Linked DNA regions of Rattus norvegicus: region 2 is linked to region 1. Evidence: chromatin contacts called from public Hi-C data. All regions are on one chromosome and are shown on one strand. The core of a region is the stretch at or near the end of the contact, and the rest is flanking DNA. Distances in the headings are between cores, read along the strand shown. Region 1 has its middle 16 kb from the start of Gp1bb. Region 2 overlaps Txnrd2 (thioredoxin reductase 2).

Region 1 (4,017 bases), core at 1,458-3,957:
AGGAAGGCTACTCTGGGGTTCTTTTAGTATGGACTATATTAACAGTCTCAGCTATCCCAGACCACAGTCCTCAGATCTGGGTTTCTTGATTGGCAGAGTAGTCACAACTCTTCTTGGGCAATTTTCACCATTTTACAGATGGAGAAACTGAGGTCCAGAAAGAGAGGACAGCCTTCCTGGGACCCCCGAGCCAACCTAGCTGTGTGCTCACCTTAACTCTCTGCTCTGACCCATGGCCTGCAGACAGGGCAGAGCTCTGATGGCTGGGGTAGAGCAGAGCACACCCTGAAGAGAAACCTAGCATTCGCACCTCCCTGTGGAGCTCCTGGTCAGTCTGAGCTCAGCTTCCCCACCAGCCTGGTGGATGGACGTCCCTGCTGACCTGGGGCCATTGCTTGCCATCCCTTCTGCCCTTCCACCATTTTCACAACCTGCCAAGCTCAACCATCTCTGTGCCGTCTTCCTGTGCCAAGGGGATAGGCCTGCCACTATTACTGCCTTGCTTGAGGATACATATTCTGTGGTGCTCCTGGGCCTCCGGGCTCCTGGTTCTGAAATTGGTGGAAGGGTTGCTGGCAGGAGGGTGGGAACAGCACTCCCATTGGCCTCTGCTGCCTTGTTCCCTACCCTGGGGACAGATGCTGTTCATAGACTCTGGTCTGGCCAATTGCGCACGGCCTTGAACTTGTCACAGACCAGAACTTGGTGGTATCTGTGGTCACACCTCTGTCAATCTGGAGCCAGGAAAGTGCCCACAGGGGCTCATGCCCACAGAGCCCCTGACTGGAGGCCAGGTGTCCCACAGCAACAATAGCAACCACAGCTGCCCCTTGACACCTCCTTCCCCCACATCGTCCGTTCTTTGTGCCTTGGTTTCTTCACATATATTTAGCAAAGGGCAGAAGCTGTTGGAAGGGAGAGAGGTACTTAGGAAGTTGTAGTTAAGAAAACAAAAAATAGGACTTGGGGATCCAGGAGGAGGAAGTAGAACCCTCTTGGTCCCCTTCAGAGGAACACAGAGGTCAAGAGCCCCATAAGCACCAAGCAGAGGAGACTGAATTAATTAGGACTCCTGAGGTCACTGGGTCAGAGCGTCACGGTCTCCAGAACTGGGACCCTCCCGGAGACCCTACATCCAGGGCACCACTGGGAGATAAATAGCTCAGAGTGGTAGGTGAGGGTAGCAGGCAGGGACAGCACCCGGCCCCGCCCCTTCCCCCATCCACACCCTGTCAGAGCCCCTTCCCTTGTGTCTAGGCCCCTGGCCCCACTTGCACACCCAGACTCCAAACTGGAAAGACGGGCCGAAGAACAAACAAGTTCATACCACAGCCCCTACCTACCCAGGCCTGTGTGGGCAGGGCCAGGAACTGGGTTCCTCCTTTTGGGGTCCCAGCAGCCTAGTAAGAGGGGCAGACTGCCTGTCCATGCTGGTGTGTCCTACCTGTCAGCCCCTGTCCAGCCATGCCGAGCCCCCTGATCTCTCTTCCTCAGGATAGCACCCTGGAAAACAGGAGCGTTCTTCCCCTTGGGACCTCCTGGGAAGGAGCTGCTCATCACAGAGCTGTCCAAGAGACATCAGAAGGTCACTGCAGCTAGACAAACAGGACCAACTCTTCAAGACTCTTATCAGACCATAGTCCCTGTGGCTCCTTCCTAAGGCTCAATTCTGGCATTCAGACACATGGTGAGCATAGAGCTAGGCACATGACAGGAACTGAACAAGCACCTGGTACTCAGCAAAAACTCCCTTCAGAGCAGTCTGAATGACTCTTGCCTCCGGCCGTCCACATTTGCTCCTACAGAGTCAATTGAGACTTCTAGACCCTACCATGCCTCAGGCTACCTCTGTCTCTGTCTCTACCTCCCCAGTGGCTGTCATCGCTGCACCAGGGTCTTGGCACACTTAGAAATCAGGATCCTTCCAGACCTCAGTGGTGGTTTTCAGTGTATTTAACAATCCAAGCTACAGAGAAGAGAAGAGCAGGCCTATGCTGGGAAGACATGGAGCTGAAGCCACGGATGGGCACGTCCTGGGCTTGGGAGGCAGGGCTGACAAGACCTAAAGTCCAGGATGTTGTCTGAGAGTGGACCAGGCCAAACTGCACTGTTTAGAGCCCTAATCCTAACCCAGTGACACGGAGCTCAGAAGACCTTACGTCCAGTCTGGAGGCTGGAGCACAAGTCCAGTTACACTGGCCAAGAAGTGGAGGTGGCCGAGGGGCTCAGGGTTGCTGGGAGAGGTGGGGGATGTGAGCAGCTGCCATGGAAGAGGGAGAGGACAAAATCACAGGGCGACAGGGGGCTTGAGGAGAGAGGGGTCAGGACGCTCCAGAGTAAAGGACAGAGGAACACTGGGCAGTACTAGAGACAGGACTTCAAGTATGCTCAGTGGCAGAGCTTGACTGGTTGGCCAGGTCTCTTCCCATGAGACCAGAATGTGGCCAGCCACAGCGGCCAGGACAGTTTGCTGTGCTGGGTGTCCATCCTTCCTAAGAAGCTGTCAGCAGCCTAGACATGGGGCATGGGTGAGTGGGCAAGACGGGCACCAGGCTGTCCTGTGAGGACACAGAGCTCTGCCCTCAGCCTTGCCACCGGACACTCACATGACCTGTGCCTGGCCGCCTGCCCGCCCACCCACTCTGCTGCCAATCAGGATGACTATCCTCCTACCACACCTGCTCGTGGCTGACAGAGGTCTCTATTCCAGGCCAGCCGCCTGCTTGGGTTATATTTAGGCCACAGGGGTGGTGCTGAGCTCCTGACCCCCTCTTGGGGCCCAGAGCCGGGCAGCTGGACTGGGCTGACTGCCCAAGCCTGGCCTGGTGGCTCAGGAAGAGTGCTGAGGCCCGGTGACTGCCTGAGGTTGTGCCCCCAGTACCTCACGCATTGTTCCTTAGCTAATGGACGGAGAAGGGCCTGGGATCTCGTTGTTGTTCATGTGGGAAAGTAAAGCCTGAGCAGGGACTGGGCCCTAATTCACCCATGGAGCTTGAGCGGGATGACTGTGGAAAATTCAGGGGGCACAGTAAGACTGGGGAGCTAGGAGGACAGCCAGGGGCTGGGCAGACAGTGCAACTGTTCTCTCCTGGAGCTCCCTGCACCCTTCTGGGGGGGACCCTGACCCCAGCCTGTCTCATAGGATGCTGCTAGGCAGGAAGTGATCCTCATAAGCCACACTGCCTCTGCTGGTGCACAGGGACACTCCTTGATCTGACTCAGGCCTTAGATCTGACTCCGTTCTACCAGCCTGAGCCAGAGCTTAGGTTTCCTGCCCTCGTGCCAGCATGGAGGATCAGCGTGCCCCATCACCCCAAGACTGGTAGATATGACTCTGAAGACTTCAGACCCGAGGGCTTCTGTGAGATCTCTTGCTATAAACCCAGGCAGAGTGGATATGATCAGGCCCCCATGCTGGGTTCCTAGCCATCTGCCGTATTCCTGCACACATGCCCGGCTCTGGAGTCATCTGCCACTGTACTAGTCACAGCTCCGGAGAGGAACAGAACTGATAGAATGAATATGTGTCTATGCCTATACAGTCTAATAAATAAACATGCCATCTATCAAATCGGCTTACTTCAAAATAGTGACAAGGGCTGCTCCACACCTGAGAGGCCAGAGCCCCAGCAGAGGGAGTAGTGGCTGTCACACACCGGAGAGGGTGACAACCTGATAGACTGCCCTTTGTTCAGGAGGCCACGGGTCTCGAAGTCCTAGTTCTGGGAAATTTCCAGAAGAACTGCTGGCCCTTAGTGCACTTCTGCCATCAGGAGAGGAAGTAGCAGCAGCAACAGGCAAATCCCCTCTGGAGGAGATGGAGACCCTGTGCAGAAGAAGGTAGGGAAGCTTCACTTGTCAGACAGCTATCAGAAGGCACGGCCAACACTGGGGAGGCGGGTCTTCCCACACCAATTAAAGCAGTCAGGACGGCTCCTCAGGTGGAGCATCCTACTCAAATGTTTGGGGTTTTTGTTTGTTTGTTTTTGTTTTGTTTTGGACAGGGTTTCTCTGTGT
Region 2 (4,232 bases), core at 422-2,921, 150 kb after region 1:
ATCTGATTCTCGTGTTTCTGCAGTCCACGTGTGCCTCCCAGCCTCCCACAAAGCAGGCTGGGTGTAGGAGATGGGTGGGCCGGCAGCCAGGGATCACCATCTGCTCCAGCAGAGACCCATGAGCACCGTGGACCTCCTTCTGAGGTGGCCCCATAACAGAAGGTGGGGCACCATTTCCCAGGTGCCCCCAGCCCTCAGGCCACCAAGTCCAAATTGTGAACACTAGAGCACTCACAGGAAAGACAGACACCCATAGGCAGGCACATTCCTGGGGGTGGGGGAGTCTTGAGAGTGTGCTAAGGCCTCTACAAAAGCGCACATCTTGCTTGAATGGACAGTGACCTTGGGCCATTTGTTTTATGAGCTATGATGATGGTCAGCACTGGTTTTCTTACTCCACCTCTCCCTCTAATTGACCAATTAATGGGAATGCTTATTCTTTGAAAGATGAACACAAGAACTCAGAGGACTGAGGTTCTAGAGATGGCCACGCATGTCAATAATCCCAGCCCTTTGGAAGTGGAGATAGGAGGATCGTAAGTTCAAGGCCGACTTGAGCTACATAGTCTAAAGCCAGCCCTGACCTTATCCTGAAAAACAAACAAACAAACACCACTGGAACAAAAGCAGAGACAAAACTGAAGCTTCTGGATCCCGAGTCAGTCCCAGAGAGAGGCTGGCAGCTGTAGGTTGGCCCCGACTGGCCACACTCTCCAGGACCAGCCTCAGAGGCACAGTGACCAGTGCATCTGCAGCCTGGGAGACAGCAGTGATGGCAGTTTGGAAGGCTGTTTGGAAGTCCGGGACTTAACACCACATTTAAAAACCAGCGCACAGATCTTTGTTCAACCAGTAGTCACCATCCCGCACTCTGGTAGCCTTGAACCGTGTGTGTGTGTGTGTGTGTGTGTGTGTGTGTGTGTGTGTGTGTGTGTGGTGTCTCTGTGCCTTTTACTGTGCCAGCATTCTCCATGGGTGCATGAGTACCATGAGATTAGTCTAATCACAGGGTGGCTTGCTTGTCAGAATTGAAAGCAGGAGGAAGCAGACACGGACCTGTGAAGCTAGGCTTACAGTCTGCCTCTCAGCCTGGAGGACCCTAATCTTCTCTCCAGGAGGCACAGCCACACAAGTGACAGTCTCACAAGAGCACCTGGCCTCTTGGTAGCACTACCAGTCCAGGAAGTGCCAGTCAAGCCTCAGAGCTCCACGGAAGCAGCACAGAGGAGACAGAGGAGACACCACAGTCCTGGATCCTGGTGGAGCGGGCTCCCGACCTGCCTCGACCTGCCAGCAGCACCCAACCCTTGGGGGCCTGACAACCCCCACCCCCGCCCCCACCAAACCCTGAGTAGTGGAAGCTACCCAAGGTCCTTGCCCCACACAGGCAAACAAGCAGAAAAGCTGAGAATCAAGTCCTAGGCTGATAGCTGCTCTCCCTTCTGCTACACCAGACTATCACACGAAATGGAAACAGACTGAGCAGAAAATGAGACTACTATACAACCACGACTCTTGTGGCTCTTCTAGATAAAATATGCCTTCCCATCTCCTGTGCTTAGCATGAGAGGAAAATGGACACAGTACCCTGGGCAGCTTCCTGACTTTATGAGGGTCAGAGCAAAGCTACTTTCATGACCAACTCTGACGACAGCATTAAATCAGCCCATTATAAAACACTCTCTAGTGGGGCACGCTGACTCACGCTCACTCAGGAAAGTGAGACAGGGTGGGGTGGGGGTTGTCATGCAATTGAGGCCGCCTCAGGCTGCACAGCAGCTTCCAGACTGCACTAGAGACCCTGTCTCAAAATACAAAACACCATCTCGGCTTCATAGTGCCCAGAGACAGAAAGCTTCACGTTGGCATGGGCACATGGGAGTACACAGTCATGGGCAGTGTGGTGAGTAGCCGGGACACTCTGAATGGGACAAACAGCAGTGGGAGAGGTTAGCCCCAAGTGCTATAATAAGCCTTTTGGGGGCCTGAAGCAGTGTGAAGGGACATCAGGAAGAAGTACCGGGGGACAGCATCTCAGGCCCAGCATGGGAGAGGCTGCTAAGCCAGGGGCTCCCTCACTGCAGCTTCTTCACCTGCCCTGGGTGCCCAGAAACAGTGAGCCTAGCAAGAGCCCCCACTGGTCAGCCTGCTGGAGGCAAGGGGGTGTGGAAGAAGGTGACTGTGGGGCCCTGGTTCTGTGGAGCCCAGAGGATTCCTGGGGGTACGGGGAGGTGGGGATGCGGGAAGACAGCCTGAGCTCCAGGGTTAGAGGCAGGGCTAGCTCTTGCTACTTCCTTGTCACTACATAGCCAGTTCAAGCCCATGAATGCCAATGCCAAGTCCAACCTCCTTAAAGCAGGGTTAGGAGCAAGCCCATTTTTTCACCTCCATCCTCCCATTGCTTGGGCCTTGCTATATCAGGGGAACAGGTTTTCTGCAGGACACCAGTCACCTTCCATTGTCTCTTTCCTCTCTTTCCCCAAAGGGGCCCTGTGTTCTGGCCTCTCTAGCTCCTGACTCCCTCCTCCAACCTGTTATGGATGTTGGCAGTCAAAGAGCAACTGAAAAGGCAGGCCAGGCACACACTGGTGGCTGGGTGACCAAGACTGGGCAAGTACCAACTTGCAGTCCTACCCTGAGTTCCATACTGCTCAATCTCAGCCCCTCTAAGATAGGACGAGGAGTCTGAAGTCACCTCTGCAGGCTCAGGGGTTCTCACTAGGAAGTTGCTAGCATCCTGGTTCTAGCCGGGTGCTCCATCAGCTAACAGGTGTGGCAGCCTGGCCAGCACCCAGCTGCAGGGTGAAGGCTTAACCATGTCCCCTATAGACAGGGCTCAGACATAGGTGCCTCATCTCTGCCATTTGGCCAGCCCTGGGTTCTCTGAGACCCAGATGTCATCTAAGGAGGAACGGGACCCCTCATTTGATGCGCAGGGGCAAAGGCAGTGGGAGGCAATCCTGGGAGCCCAGACGGGTATAGTCACCGTGCTGAGCTCAGCTCCCCTCATGACTAGCCGGTGTTTATCACCACTCCCCATATACACGCATTGGAAAATAAGTCCTGGCTGCTGCCCCTGCCAGGTCAACAACAGAAAAAACATCCTGAATGTTCTGTGTACCCCGCCAAGGATCTGGGTCTAGACCACATAGATGGTTCTTCCTCAGCAAACGTTGTTCAGCAGACAGTGCCCACTGCAGGCCCAGGCCCAGAGGTGCCATGCACCCTCGGCCGCTGACCTGGCCTCCTAGATGAGCCATGTCAAAGTGTCACCCGGCTCTGGAAGGCACCCTGGGGCCATAGGGACAGCCCTGGGATCCATATTAGTTTCAGCTCCATTTTAAAGGCGAGTTAAAATAAACACAGGGGATATTTATAAGGCAAATAAATCTAGCAGAAACAGCCCCTCCAAGTGTGAGCAGGGCCTCCCCCTCTGCCCCAGCCCAAGCTGATAAAATACAGAAATGCTACTGTAGACCCTGCAGGCTTATTTTGACTGCACAGAGGAATGTAACATGTAAACACTGCCTCCCTGCCGCACTGTTACAACTTGCATTAGCAGCCTGGACAAAGCCGCATTTTCACAGAAGCATCCTACAGGGATAGATCTCCAGCTTAATTTAAAAAAAAAAAAAAAAAAAAAAAACCATTTCCTCACATAAATCATGCTCAGAACTAAACGGGTGACTGATGCACCACAACACTTTTTTCTTAAACAATAACATACCTAGATTCCATCTACACGAAGGAGCTTAAAAAAAAACTCTAAGAAAAAAATTTTTTCTGAAGAAAATAAGCATTGCAGTTTTGTTCCTGACTAAAATATCTACGGTCATATCTTACCAGCTGAGCTGGCTGTCCTGTTCCCCCCGCAAAGAGTCACAGGGGAGAGGTCCCACCCCTAGGCTACTGGGGATGGGAGTTGGGGGGTGCTCTCTTGCTGGGCTACACTGTTGCATAGCACTGGGTCAGCTTCCCAGAAATGGTTCTGACTAGAACTCGGGAGAATTCTGGTCTTTGGAGACATGGCCTTCAGACACATAACAACTTGAGCCCAGGAAGGGGCCCAGGCTAGACAAGAGAGAGGCAGGGAGAGCTTGCTCCCAGGGTCACTGCAGCTCCAGTGTTGCTCATGTCGGGTCCAGCACAGAGCATTATGGGAAGGCAAGGGAATAAGAGGCACCCAAAGAACCAGGGCAAAGGAAACAGAGAGGGAGTGAGGCAGGCTTAGC

The links. A called contact is a pair of places that touch in the nucleus more often than the background predicts.
Region 2: a contact with region 1 is called in a Hi-C map of the A7r5 cell line, with 3 times the contacts expected there. The contact joins two enhancer-like sites. A contact is called at or near these places in 10 of 12 Hi-C or Micro-C datasets (the A7r5 cell line, the Rat2 cell line, Schwann cells and 6 more) and 1 of 1 datasets of contacts at active chromatin or transcription factors (oligodendrocytes).

What each region holds. Positions count from the first base shown.
Region 1 is chr11:95,896,669-95,900,685 of GRCr8, forward strand. No RefSeq gene overlaps it. Among named protein-coding and RNA genes, the nearest start is that of Gp1bb, 16 kb to the left of the region's middle. Within about 2 kb of position 2,708, at least 12 of the 93 cell types and tissues checked have an H3K27ac peak or open chromatin away from gene starts, as enhancers often do. A contact at or near this core is called in the A7r5 cell line, where this site is marked.
Region 2 is chr11:96,049,915-96,054,146 of GRCr8, forward strand. The region is part of intron 8 of Txnrd2 (thioredoxin reductase 2); the gene reads right to left. Among named protein-coding and RNA genes, the nearest start is that of Comt, 20 kb to the right of the region's middle. Within about 2 kb of position 1,672, at least 9 of the 93 cell types and tissues checked have an H3K27ac peak or open chromatin away from gene starts, as enhancers often do. A contact at or near this core is called in the A7r5 cell line, where this site is marked.